Linked DNA regions of Mus musculus: all the other regions are linked to region 1. The links are chromatin contacts, called in public ChIA-PET and promoter capture Hi-C maps. All regions are on one chromosome and are shown on one strand. The core of a region is the stretch at or near the end of the contact, and the rest is flanking DNA. Distances in the headings are between cores, read along the strand shown.

Region 1 (4,086 bases), core at 896-3,395:
AGCACTGTAGTTAGGCAAATCCACTTTAGTTGTAAGTTCAAGCCAGTGATATATATACTGATTTATAAAACATATGCATGAGTTATTTTCTCTGTCAGTGGCATTCACTTATAAAATGTACTGAGTCATACTATGTATATGGCACATTATTTATCATGCTTCATTATTTACTAATCTTCACAAGAGCCTTGAAGTAGGTAGTTTTTATTCCTATCTTCCAAATGAAGAAACTCTGGTATGGAAAAATTAAATAATTTGCCGTAGTTCACAAAAAAAAGTATTAAGATTCTACTCAGATAATATACAGCTCCTGTTCTGTTGTTGTGGACAGAGATGGGTCTATACATGAGACAGGATAGATAATTTCATAGATAATTTCAAATTAACAATCTTTCTTACAAAAATAGCAAGCCGAAGGCATTATTAGCACATATTTCAAAGAAAATTTTGAAAACTACCAGTGTTTCAACACTAAGTAAGTGGTCAACATTGGTACTGTAAACAAATCTCAATCACTTTTTGCTAAACTCTATCAAAAAGTACTCTCGTTATCTTAATTTTCACTTAACAGTTAAAAGACAGGACTTTTCAGAAGTAAAACAGTGATAACTATAGACTTGGGAACATGGTAGACAAAATTGATTACGATAACTTATGCAAACAGTAGAAACGAAAATTTGTAACTTCTTAAAATTCTCTTGTGAGTTCCAATAAAGTTTAAGCACTGGTATCAACACGACTTACAAAATTTTAAGACAAAGCAACAAACAGCTAAACGAGTTCTGAAGACTATGCACCCGCTAGGTAGAAGCAAGTTCTCACAGCTGAAAGTTCTCCATTACTGCAAAGTACCTTACCTACCTTGCTTGAATAGTTGGAGGCACTTGGAATGTTTACTTCTCAATTGGGCGAGGGGAAAGCCAAACTTACCTAAATGACTTGTCAAAGAAGAACACTGAAAGCTTTAACAAAATGTTAAAGACTCATTTTCAATTCCTCCCAACCGACCCTACCTTAGGAAGGACAGACAACAGCTCACCTGGGGAGTGGACTCCGACTCAGAGACCTCTTGCTCAGGAAAGGGCTGCTTGATCGCCTTCGGCCATAGGGGCTGGGTGATCTCCCGCTGTAAGAGCCGCTCCTTTCATAGCTGGAGGACCGTCTCCGGCTATAGGGACTCACAGACCTCTGTCGTCGGCTGTAAGGACTGGGTGACCGAGTGCTGGACTGGTAAGCAGAAGGCTCTTTGTAAGGTGGGCTGATTGACTGCCTTCTTGAGGTACTTCCAGGACTCTTCTTGTAGGAGTCATAGTTGCTAGAAGTGTGAGACCTTGGGGGGCTAAGATCGTAGTCTTGGCCATAAGAAGCTCCGGAAGGGCTGTCATCTTGCTTGGAACTGTCAGACCATTTCCTATGGGGACTCCTGGATCTCCGTTTAGGGCTAGCCACGGTTTTGTAACTTTTGGGTGTTTCCCTTTTCCGATGACTTTTACTCCGGTCCTTGTATCCAGACTTTAACTCTCGCTCTTTGCGGGTCTTCTCCTTGTGCATTTTGGACGACCTGGATTCCTTGCTGCCGCTTTTGGATAGCTGGGCCTTCCCATAATCATCACTCCCCTCCACGGACCGTTTGGAACTGCCCGATACCCGGTCCTTCATAGATCCAGATTTGGAGACTTCCTGATTTTTTTCCTTTTCCGTCTGTTTAGTTTTTAGCAAGTCTCGGGACCGCCGGTGCTGGTGGTGACGATGTCGGTGCAGGCGATCGCTCCGATCCGTTCCCCGACGTTCCTCGTTCTCCCTCCGGTCTGATTTGAAGGCCGTGTCATCGGAGAAGGTGTCTGAATCAGAGCTGATGTCATCGTACTCCACCAGTGGTTTGATTATGGTACCCAAAGATGCCGCTTCGGGGGTCACCAGCCCCACGTCTTTGGAGTGCTTGGACTTATGCCGCTTGTGCTTCGACACCAAGCGGTGACGCTCCCTGCTGTTGGAGCTGCCACCTCCCGATGACGGCTGCGAAGTTCCAGAAGCTCCTCCGCTCCCGTCCTTCTTGCCCCCATGTCTCTCGGAATTGGGCATTCCCTTTCCCCGGGCCTGAAGCAGGGGAAAAAGTTCCCCGGCGCTCCAAAAAGCCCCACCCTCCCCCCCAGCCCCGACTCCACGCCCCCCGAAGAGCCCCTAGACGGGGGTGGGGAGGGCAGGGACCGCAGGCGAGGCTCCTCCTCCCTCTCGCCGCCTCAGCGCCCTCCTACATGAGGTGGGGGGTGAAGGAGAGAGGGAAGAAACCAAGAGTTCCTCGGCACGGGAGGAGCGCGACGCCGGGAGCTGCTCGAGTCCGCCCCTCACGGCCGCCCACCCCCGCCGAGCCGATATTCGGGCCCGCGAGCCCTGGCGCTCAAGGAAGTAGGAAGGCGTCCGCCGGAGCCTGTGGGGCCGACGGCGGCTCTGGAGCCCCGGGAGGACTACGCAGGCCCTTCCCCTACCCGGTCGCCCGGCTCGGGGCGGCTGGCTTCCTGTCGCCAGGCCTCCGCGGCCTAGGTTGCCTCAGCTCCCCCCCTTTGTCCCTCGTGCCTGAGGGAGCCCCCTTCGCTAGCCTCCGCCTCACACCGACACCTCACAGCCACATCTCACTCCCTCGCCCAGACTCACTCACACACTAGATTAAACCGAAACGGCACTAGAGGGGGAGGGGGAGGGGCGAATGCCGCAAGTATCGCGAGACTCCGCTGGACTCCCGCGATACTTGGCGCTTCCCTTTTCACCTCGACACATTCCTTCACCAGAAAACGCGAGAACGGGACCCAAGCCGCAAACGCAGCCCGTTAGATTCTCGCGATACTTTTCCAACTCCCCCTTTTGGGGGGCTTTATAGGAGCGGAAGTTGCGGAGATTACCTTTAAAATTTAAACCTAAATGGTAATTCTTTGATTAAATATCCCCAGGTTCCGGTGGGGATGGGTCTTAGCACAGCTTGTAAGAAGTCTTTTGATTTAATAGGGTTTAAAAAAAAAAAAAAAAACAAGGGACAAGTGAACATTGGGGACATTACAGCGCAAGTTTGAATATTGGGGATTCTGGTAGGGCTTGGGTTTCTGAGACAGGGTTTCTCTGAGTAGCCTTGGCTGTCCTGGAACTCACTCTGTAGACCAGGCTGGCCTCGAACTCAGAAATCCGCCTGCCTCTGCCTCCGGAGTGCTGCGATTAAGGGCATGGAGCACGCACCACCACCGCCCTGCTTTAAGTCTGAATGTGCAAACAACGCTTGGTACTGCGGAATTTGCTGAGTTTAGGCGTTTTGCATTCATTTTCTCTGCCCTCACACCCATGGGACACTGTCCTCATTGCGAATTTACAGGCAAGGACTCCCGGATTCAGGGGGGCTAGTCAGTAGAAAGGTTAGAGTGCCAAAGTTGGGGGAAATGTCAGGATGTCTTACAGCACGTTCTTAGTAACCCAGGCTGGACTCCCAGTTGTGGCTATTCAGCCTCAGCCGTTTCTCGACTGCTGGGATGTTTTACCATAACAAACGTCCAGTTTCTACAAACAGAGAAGACAATGAGACTCGGGGAAAAAAACGTGTCTAAGCCTATGTGCACTACCTTCAGGAAGTGCCAGTTGTAACGTCTCCTGGAAGTATTTTTCTTTTTATTTCTTTTTTTTTTTTTTGGCTTTTCGAGACGGTTTCTGTGTACCACTACCGCCAGGCTCTGGAAGTATTTCTTTTATACTACATTTTAGGGTGGATAAGATTCTAAGCTGGTCGTTGCCACACGCCTTTAATCCCAGCACTTGAGAGGCAAGGTAGGCAGAGGTAGGCGGATTTCTGAGTTCAAGGCCAGCCTGGTCTACAAAGTGAGTTCCAGGATAGCCAAGGCTATACAGAGAAACCCTGACTCGAAAAACAAAACAAAAATTCTACCCTAGGACATCTTATGTCCAAATTTTCATTTTTCCTTCCTTTTCCTTTTTCCTTTTCTTCCCTCATCTTGCCTACTCTCTCAGAGAAGTTCTCCAGTTAGCCTGGAGCTCACATTTGATGCCTAAGCATCAAAACACCACACAGGAGTTTAATAGGCGAGTGAT
Region 2 (4,086 bases), core at 1,103-3,602, 390 kb before region 1:
TCTATTCTCTCCTCATATTTGCTTCCACCATCGCTTGACTTTCTCCAAACCCTCCCTCCCTCCCACTCACAAGGCTGGTCCCTCGGTGGCCACCTATGTGGACCACATCTTCTCATCTCATAGCATCCTTTCTTTTGTACACTCTGCCTCTTCTTCCCAAAGCCCTCATTCTGGGGGGGGGGGGAATTCTCTCTCTCTCCCTCTCTCCCTCTCTCTCTCTCTCTCTCTCTCTCTCGTGTGTTATGTGTGTTCATGTGGGTGTGTTCATTTGGCTGCAACGGAAGGCTAGAGGGTGATGTCATTGAATCCCTCCATCAGTTGTTCTCCCTATTATTTCGGCCAGCATCCAGTGACCCACCGAACCTGGAGCTTATTGATTTGGTCAGTCTGGCTGGCTGGTGAGCTCCAGGATCTGTTCGCCTCTCTCCCAACCCCCAACACTGGAATTCCAGACACCCACCCTATGCCCAGACTTTAAGTGTGCACTAGAAATCTGAGCTCAGGTCCTCATGCCTGTAGGACAGGCACTTTACTGTGAACCATCCTCCTTACCTCCCTCAAAGCCATCCATCCTTTGGTCATTACCCACATCTGTATGGTGTGGCTTCTGTGGTCCCCTGTAGCCAGGCACAGGCTCCTATAGCTTCTCCCTCTGAGTTGCTGCACACCCAAATGGCTGTTCATTCTGCCACCCCCACCTCCATCCCATGGATTCAGGAACTCTGGAATTTTTTGAGTCTAGAATAATCCCAAGAAATCCAGGCCCCCAAATCCAGGCACCAAAGTGCTCCAAAGAACAACCAAGAGAGAGAGAGAGAGAGAGAGAGAGAGAGAGAGAGAGAGAGCAAGCTGCTTCTTCATAACTGTACTTTTGATACTGTTATGAATCGTAATGTAAGTCTCTGATAGGCAGGAGATCTGATATGTGACCCCTGTGAAAGGGTCATTCCACGCCCCTACCCCATCCCCGGCTTGAGAACAGCTGGGATAGAGGGCAGATGGGGCAGAGGAGGTGGTAGAGCAGTAGGTGAAAGGCTGGGGCATAGGGCCAAGAGCTCAGAGCACTGTGCTGAGTGTAGAGGAGTCCTCTGAGCGCACAGGCTGCGCGGGAGGAGCCCGCTTGACCGGGCGCCGCGTCTCATCTCGGTTCTGCCACACATAGCGGATCAGATAAGCCACTACCAGTGTCAGCCAGCCCCCCATGGTGACTAACAGGGCCACATCCGTGCTCCTTCGGGTCCCACCTCGTCCTGTCCCACACAGCTCTTCCTCCCTGGTGAGCAGAAGGAACTCGTGTCCCACGAGATCTGGTCGGGCTTCTGGACCACACACAATGCCTGTCCCGGAGCCTGGAGCCAACCTGACGTGCCTGAGCACTTCCTGTAGGGCACAGTCGCAGCGCCATGGGTTGGCAGACAGGTTCACTTGGATCTGCAGCCCCACGAAGGCTGCCACAGGCACAGATGCTAGCTGGTTGGCAGAGAGGTCGAGGTGGCGCAGAGTGCCCTCCAGGCCCTGGAAAGCAGCCCCTGAGAGATGAACAAGAGCGTTATGAGACAGGTCTAGTTCTTCCAGGGCAGGCAGGTGCTGGAAGGCACCAGCTGGCACTGATGCCAACTGGTTGGCGTCCAGGTAAAGCTTTCGGGTGTCGTTGGGGATACCGTTGGGCACGGCACTCAGACCAGCCCGGCTGCAGCGGAATGTCTGTTCCCCGGCTTCTTCTGCTACGTAGCAGCCCTGGGGCAGTGCCAGGGGGCGGGGCACAGAGCCCCCGGTGCCAATCACCAGCAGGAGGGGCAGGAGGCGAGGAGCTAGTAGGGGCATGGTCGCAGATAAACATAATCCTGGAGTGGAGGAGAAGCTGGGGAATAGACGAACCTACGACAGAAGAGCAAAGTTAGAATTCTACGTCCCACTGAAACTCGCTCCTGCTAGAGTCCCTCAGTGGACCCTCTCTGGACCCAAGCCTGTCCTTTCAGGGCTCTCTTAGCCCAAGGTCCATTGGTCTGTCCGACCGTCCCTCTGTCTGTCTCTGTCTCTGTCTCTGTCTCTGTCTCTGTCTCTGTCTCTGTCTCTCTCTCTTCAACAGGACCCCGGGGGAAGGAATCCCTTAGACTTGGAACGTTTGGGTTCTATTGATTCTAGATTAATCTGTGAGGTCCTTCTGTCCCTTTGCCCTGCTGAAATGGGCCCAAGGGGCCTGTCCAAGCTATTTCTTCTGCTTGAATCTTCATTTCCTTCGTTGAAATAAACATTTTTGTCCTCTAAGTACCTGTATGACTGCCAAGGGAGGCCAGGTAAACACCAGGGAGGCGGCCTGGCTGGCACTCGTGTCACAAGAGTGACATATTAGCGATAGATCCCAGGTTGTTCAGAATATACAAGTAGGTAGCGGGTGCCTCTGGCGCCGCCTTCTGTGCACATCAACTCCCCCTTTTCTGAAAGCATCTACCCCATCCTGCTTCAGCTCCTGGATTAGCTCACCTTCCCACCTCTCTCCCTTCTCCTTCCTGCCTCTCACCCTGGTTGGTGGCAGAGTCCTCTCCTGTGCTCCTGCCTTTTTTCCGGAAGTAGTCCCCCTGCCAGTGGGCTCTGGAGACCCGTTTCTTCCTTCAGAAGTCCTGTTTGCTTCAGCAGCTGAAAGCTGTGACCTGGGGCCCAAGAGTGTAGAGTTTCCTGGCATATGACTCTAGGCCCCAGGTGTCAGATACCTGAGCCATGGCCTGGCCAGGCAATGCCAAGAGAGAGCAGATCCCAGACCCTGATGTTCGGGAGACAGGTCTGGATTCCATTTCCTGCCCCAGGCTTTCCTCTCATAACTTAGCAGTTGCTATCTCCTATCAGCTGCGAGAATGGCCTCCCAGAACCTCCTTTTCTTGCCCAGAGCCTGGCTGGCCAAAAGGATGGTGGTTTGGTTGCCCTGGGTGCAGAATCCTACGATTCCCTCTCAGCAACTTGCAGCACAAGCCCCCTCCCGCTATTTTTTTTTTTTTTTTTTTTTTTTTTTTTTTTTTTTTTGTTCTCTGTAGGTCCCTGGTACCGACCCGGTCTTTTCCTCATCTTCAGAGGATGCCCCTGAATCTTCACAGGGCCAACCCTTCTGACCACCAGGAGGCGCTGTGGTTTAGTCTCAGTTTGCTGTTGTAGATGGTCGCTCTAGGAGTTGAAAGCTCTTTAAGTCTGATGTGGTGAATTGTTTTCCTGCCAACTTTTCAGTACTGAACTAGAGGCCAACCCAGATGTTCTTGGGCTCCCAGGATGGCAATTTGAATCCTTCTTCAAGCCTGAGACTGCGATGACTTATTCAAGGACCCTTCATCCTAACGATTGTTTGCAGGGGTCCCACCATTCTTCTACATCCCTTCTCCTGATGTCCTGGGGGTGGCCGGAAGGAAGGATTTGAACTCCGGAGAGTGTTTTGTGTCTATGTCTGAGCCCTTGTGAGTGAACAGTGGCAGAATGGAGGGGCTCCGTGCAGAATGGACGTGAGCGAGCTTGTGGCAGTGAAGTCCAAAAGCTATTGTTTTCATTACATTTTCCAGAACTGTCTGACTTGACTTTATGGTTGCAACACCAACACAGGTTTTCCTGCTCCACTCACCTGCTGTGTTTTGCAGCGACAGGGGTGACCCGAAGTCATGGGTATGGATGTAGATCAGTTGTTCTCAGCCTATGGGGTCACACCAGCCTGGGGTGGGGGCGGGTCAATCGACCCTTTCACACGGGTCACCTAAGACCACTGGAGAACAGATATTTACATTGCTATTTATAACGTAACAGTAGCAAAATTACAGCCATGAAGTAGCAATGAAATTAATTTTATGGTTGGGGAGGTCATCACAACATGAGGAACTATATTAAACAGTCGTAACATTAGGAAGGTTAAGAGCCTTGTTGGGTTGTTATAATAATTTAATTAATTAGTTAATTAATGTATATGTTGATGTAGTGCCTCACTATGTAGCCCAGGCTGACCACATACTGTGTAGTCCAGGCTGGCCTTGAACTCACACTTTTGCTTTCTTAGCTTCCCAATCTTTGCTGGTTTTTTTTTTTGTTTTGTTTTGTTTTTTTTTTGTTTTTTTT
Region 3 (4,086 bases), core at 1,161-3,660, 380 kb after region 1:
AGACCACATGTCTCTCTCTCACTCTCTTGCCTTACACAGGACTGAGGTAGACTTCACATCCCCAAGCAAAGATGACCACTCCAGGAAAATAGTCACTTAGTTTTCAGCTGCTCTGGCCGGTGAAAGTCCTTTGTCTGAAGTGATTTCTCCAGGGAAGCCAGTCCCCATCTCTAGAAGACAAGTCTGACCTTCAGAATTGACCACTAGTCATTAGGTGCTAAACTGGGAAGAGATGAGCCACGAACAAGGATGCTATTTTGGAACCAAAAATACAGTGTGGCTCTGAACGGCACCTTTCTCAGAGAGGGATGCTGGAGGTTGGCCCAACTAAGCCACAGTTCTGCCTGTGGTTTAAAGTTCCCTCAGGGTTCTGGGACATAGTCATGCCCAGTGTCCTCGGACTTAGGGGTTGGTAAGACCGTATGAGTTTAAGCGATAAGTTTCAGTCGGTACCACAGTAAGCCCCGAGGCAAGCTGATGATGCTGAATGTTAGGCTCCGGTCCAGGGGTGCCAATCTGGAATGCTGGGAGACAGAGGCCTGAGTTTTCATTCAGTGCCCAGATGACAGAAGGGGATCCTTTGTGTATGGAGAAAACTGAACCCATGGGTCCTTGTGGATGCTAAGCCCTCTTCCTTGGAGCTCTGCAGCCCAGCTGACTGTGCGGGACTCTTGACAGAGACAGACCCTGGTCACACTCCCTAAAACCAGGAGAAAGACTTCCGGCTTTTACACCTGCCAGCTCAGGCAGATCCAAAGCACCTCCCCCAGCCTCGAACCAAGGCAATCAGCTAATTGCCTCTCCGAAGAGGCTGATAAGATGCTATCGGTAGTGTAGATACGGTGGCTACTGTAGGCTTTTGTTACCAGAACTCCTCAGGCATTTAATGTGCCCAACGTCGAGTAACAGGGTGCAGGAAGGTAGGTGAAAGAGACTGGGTGTTAGGACACTCGGGAAACCTTCCAAGAAAGTAAGGCAGAGATGGCTAGGGCTACTTCTCTCTTCCAAACTAACCCGGTAAATCAATGAATGAAATGTCCCAAAGGTTGACCGGAAGCGTCTCAAGACACAAAGCCACATGATTCCACCTTTGTGAGCCATCCCAGTTTCCCAATCACCCAAGACCACACCACTTCCCCTCTTTCGATCTGAGGCGCTCCGGGCACACCCTTTTACCCTTTGTGTGATCTGAGGCAGAAAGGAAACGCCAGGGTGTGAGCCAGGCCCAGACTGGAAGAGGGCAAACTGCAGCAGGCTTTCCTGGGGGGCCAAGAAGGGTTTGCAGCCTTCTGAGGCAGGCCCTCCAGCTCAGGAGAAGTCATTCAACAGGCTGTTCATTTTAAACTTCAGCCCAACAACTGGGTTGCAAAGCCCACTTGGTTGGACTGCCCCCAGCATTTTTAATGAAACAAGAGAAAATACTGAATGAACTTTCCAAGTCCCCCCTCCACCCCCACCCCCCCAAAAAGCAGTCACTTATGCTTCCTCTTTGTAGTGCGAGGGAGGGGACTCTGGGCCCTGTGCACGCTCTATCACTAAACTTCAGCCCTCCCTCCTTTAAGAAGTTTTCTTTGTTTCGTGTGCATGGGAAAGAGGGTGTGTGTGCGCATGCGTGTGTTTTATTATAAAGCCCAGGACGGCTTCAACCTCTTGATCGTGCCTCAGCCTCAAGTGGCTTTGAATCCATGACTCTCCTGCCTCAGCCTCCCAAATGTTGGGAGTTACAGGTGTGTGCCACTAAACAAGACAGAGGGCAGAATCAGAGCGTTAACCACCCTGCAAGAGGGTGCTTCTGTGCCGGGTGTTTGGGGGGGGGGGGGGCGGCGCAGACCAGTGAGCTATGAGACTTGTCCAGCGACAGAATGGGGAGAGATGATCCTGGAGGGTGTGTGCAAGGCGAGCCACCTGAATCTGGATCCTGTCTTCCCCATCCTTAGTCCCTCAGCCCAGAATGACACAGGCAAACTGGTAGACCCTTTCCTGTGATAGACACGAGGGTATCGTATCGGCCTGCTTCATCCTTCATTTATAAGGAGTCTGTTGCCAATGACGGGGCATGTTCTATAACTCGGCATTCAGGCTTGTGCCCATGTTCTGTGACGTCACGCCCAGCAGCACCTACCCACATACTCCCAACCCGGCCCCTGCAAACCCGGAGCCATACAAGCTGCTGGTCTGCGGCTATGTAAGGGTGGAACTGAGCGATGATCCCTAACCCCAGCTGCTCTACAGAACCATATAGAGACAGTCACTCCGCCACCCACTCTCCACGCCTATGTCTCACAACCAGACACCAATGACCAGTCCCTGACTGGGCCTGAAAGGGCCTGGAGGGGGTGTAGGGCCTGTGGGCAAAGCCAGCTGGGTTTTCACACAGGAAGGAAGAACAAACTGAGGTGGGAGGCAGTCGAGGGAGGGCGGAAATGACTGCTGTGTTAGCACCCAGAGGCAGACAGGAGGCTCAACCCCCAACCCCAGCTTTGACCCTGGTGCTAAAAACAAGCATCTAATCTGCACTCCGACCCCATCCCCACCATGACCAGGGAACGGGGTCTGCTCCAGAGAATGGAAGGTGACTTAGACACTCTGTATGTGTTTGTGTGTCTATCTGTCTGCCTCTAAAAGAGCAGTCTCTTTAAGGAGGAAATGCCATTTGGGCAGAGTGCCCACCAAAGAGGGAGAACAAAGAAAAGGCTCCCGGGTACCTCAACTCCCTCCCCCTTGCCTCTGATCTGACCACTGCGGCGTGGGCCTTTGCTGAGGTTGTCAGGGAGAGGATGAGAAGGGAGGGCAGAGGGTAGCCTGGGCATCAGGGCAGGGTCTCACATTGCTGATCTGGTCCTGGGTCTTCTTGATTCTCTGCAGCTCAGGCGTGTCTGCCACCACGCTGAAACCTTTGCCCTTATTCTTCTCAAATTCCTCCTTGTAGCGCACCTGGAGGCCAAGAGGAAAAGGAGAGCTTGGGTTCAGGTGGACATGAAGATGAGCTTGCCCGGCCTGAGGCCCCTGGTCAGAAACAAGCCCCCCATACACCCACACGTACACACAATGCAGAAGCCTAAGACAGAAGGTGTCAGAGCAATAATAGCCCCATTAAGTCATATCCAGAGGGCTCTAAAGGGAGGCCACACGTTGAATGCCTATAAAGAAGCAGTATCTTATGAGGGGAAAGATGGCTCAATGGTTACAAATACTAGCTGCTCTTCCAGAGGACCTGCAATAATTACGTAGAACACAAAAGAAAGGAAACAAAGATGGAGTCACTTCGGCTCAAAATCCTGACATCCAAATACACCCAAAGAGAGCATTAGCTGGGCATGGTGGTGCGAGCAGTGGTAGTGAACATGGACGTGATGGCTTGCTGTGCACCAACTGGGTTTGCATAGGACTTACAATCTGCTCGTGCCAACTCTACCCACTCACTGTCTGGGAGTGAACTGTCTCTAGATAGCTGCGGCATTGGCTTGGAGCTAGATTGTTAGTTTCGTTCACGTTTCTTTCCTTCTTCTTAAAGTGGGGCATATGAACAAACTGGACATTCAAAACAGACACCAGACTGCCCACCTCTCTGTGACACGTAACGCAGGTCCAATCCCTAGCGCCATGAGGCAACTCACAGTCATCTGTAACTCCAGCTCTAGAAGGTCTGAAGCCCTCTTAGAGTCTCTGAGGGAGCCAAAATAAAGTTTTGAGTAAAAAGGTCATTTCTGGGCTGGAGAGATGGGTCAACTTGGTTAAGAGCACTGACTGCTCTTCCAGAGGTCCTGAGTTCAATTCCCAGCAACCACACTGTGACTCACAACCACCTGTAATGAGATCTGATGCCCTCTTTTGATGTGTCTGAGAACAGCTACAGTGTACTCACATACATAAAATAAACACATAAGAAAATAAATAAGCTGGGCAATGGTGGCGCACTCCTTTAATCCCAGCACTTGGGAGGCAGAGGCAGGCGGATTTCTGAGTTCAAGGCCAGCCTGATCTACAGAGTGAGTTCCAGGATAGCCAGGGCTACACAGAAAAACCCTGTCTCAAAAAACCATAAATAAATAAATAAATAAATAAATAAATAAATAAATAGTTGGG

Evidence for each region. Promoter capture Hi-C pulls out the DNA fragments that hold promoters and counts their contacts. ChIA-PET counts read pairs in DNA pulled down with a chosen protein or histone mark.
Region 2: a contact with region 1 is called in a promoter capture Hi-C map of pre-B cells. The contact joins the promoter of Lrrc3c here to the promoter of Cdk12 in region 1. A contact is called at or near these places in 3 of 39 promoter capture datasets (cranial neural crest, maxillary cranial neural crest and pre-B cells), 2 of 484 Hi-C or Micro-C datasets (the G1E-ER4 cell line and embryonic stem cells), 4 of 115 datasets of contacts at active chromatin or transcription factors (large pre-B cells, memory CD8 T cells, pancreatic cancer cells and 1 more) and 1 of 9 other capture datasets (liver).
Region 3: a contact with region 1 is called in an RNA polymerase II ChIA-PET map of memory CD8 T cells, with 5 read pairs. The contact joins the enhancer-like site here to the promoter of Cdk12 in region 1. A contact is called at or near these places in 4 of 115 datasets of contacts at active chromatin or transcription factors (extraembryonic endoderm stem cells, memory CD8 T cells, pancreatic cancer cells and 1 more).

Annotation. Positions count from the first base shown.
Region 1 is chr11:98,201,364-98,205,449 of GRCm38.p6, reverse strand. It overlaps Cdk12 (cyclin-dependent kinase 12), which reads right to left and starts at 2,145. Exons shown (of 14, transcript NM_001109626.1): 1 at 1,040-2,145. The coding sequence starts at 2,082. Gm38963 (a long non-coding RNA gene) reads left to right here and starts at 2,820. Exons shown (of 4, transcript XR_880193.2): 1 at 2,820-2,919.
Region 2 is chr11:98,596,557-98,600,642 of GRCm38.p6, reverse strand. It overlaps Lrrc3c (leucine rich repeat containing 3C), which reads right to left and starts at 2,352. Exons shown (of 2, transcript NM_001195544.1): 1 at 2,273-2,352; 2 at 1,057-1,878. The coding sequence starts at 1,824. The coding sequence ends at 1,057.
Region 3 is chr11:97,823,690-97,827,775 of GRCm38.p6, reverse strand. Lasp1 (LIM and SH3 protein 1) reads right to left here. Exons shown (of 7, transcript NM_010688.5): 4 at 2,827-2,934. Among named protein-coding and RNA genes, the nearest start is that of B230217C12Rik, 15 kb to the left of the region's middle. Within about 2 kb of position 2,410, at least 119 of the 459 cell types and tissues checked have an H3K27ac peak or open chromatin away from gene starts, as enhancers often do. A contact at or near this core is called in memory CD8 T cells, where this site is marked.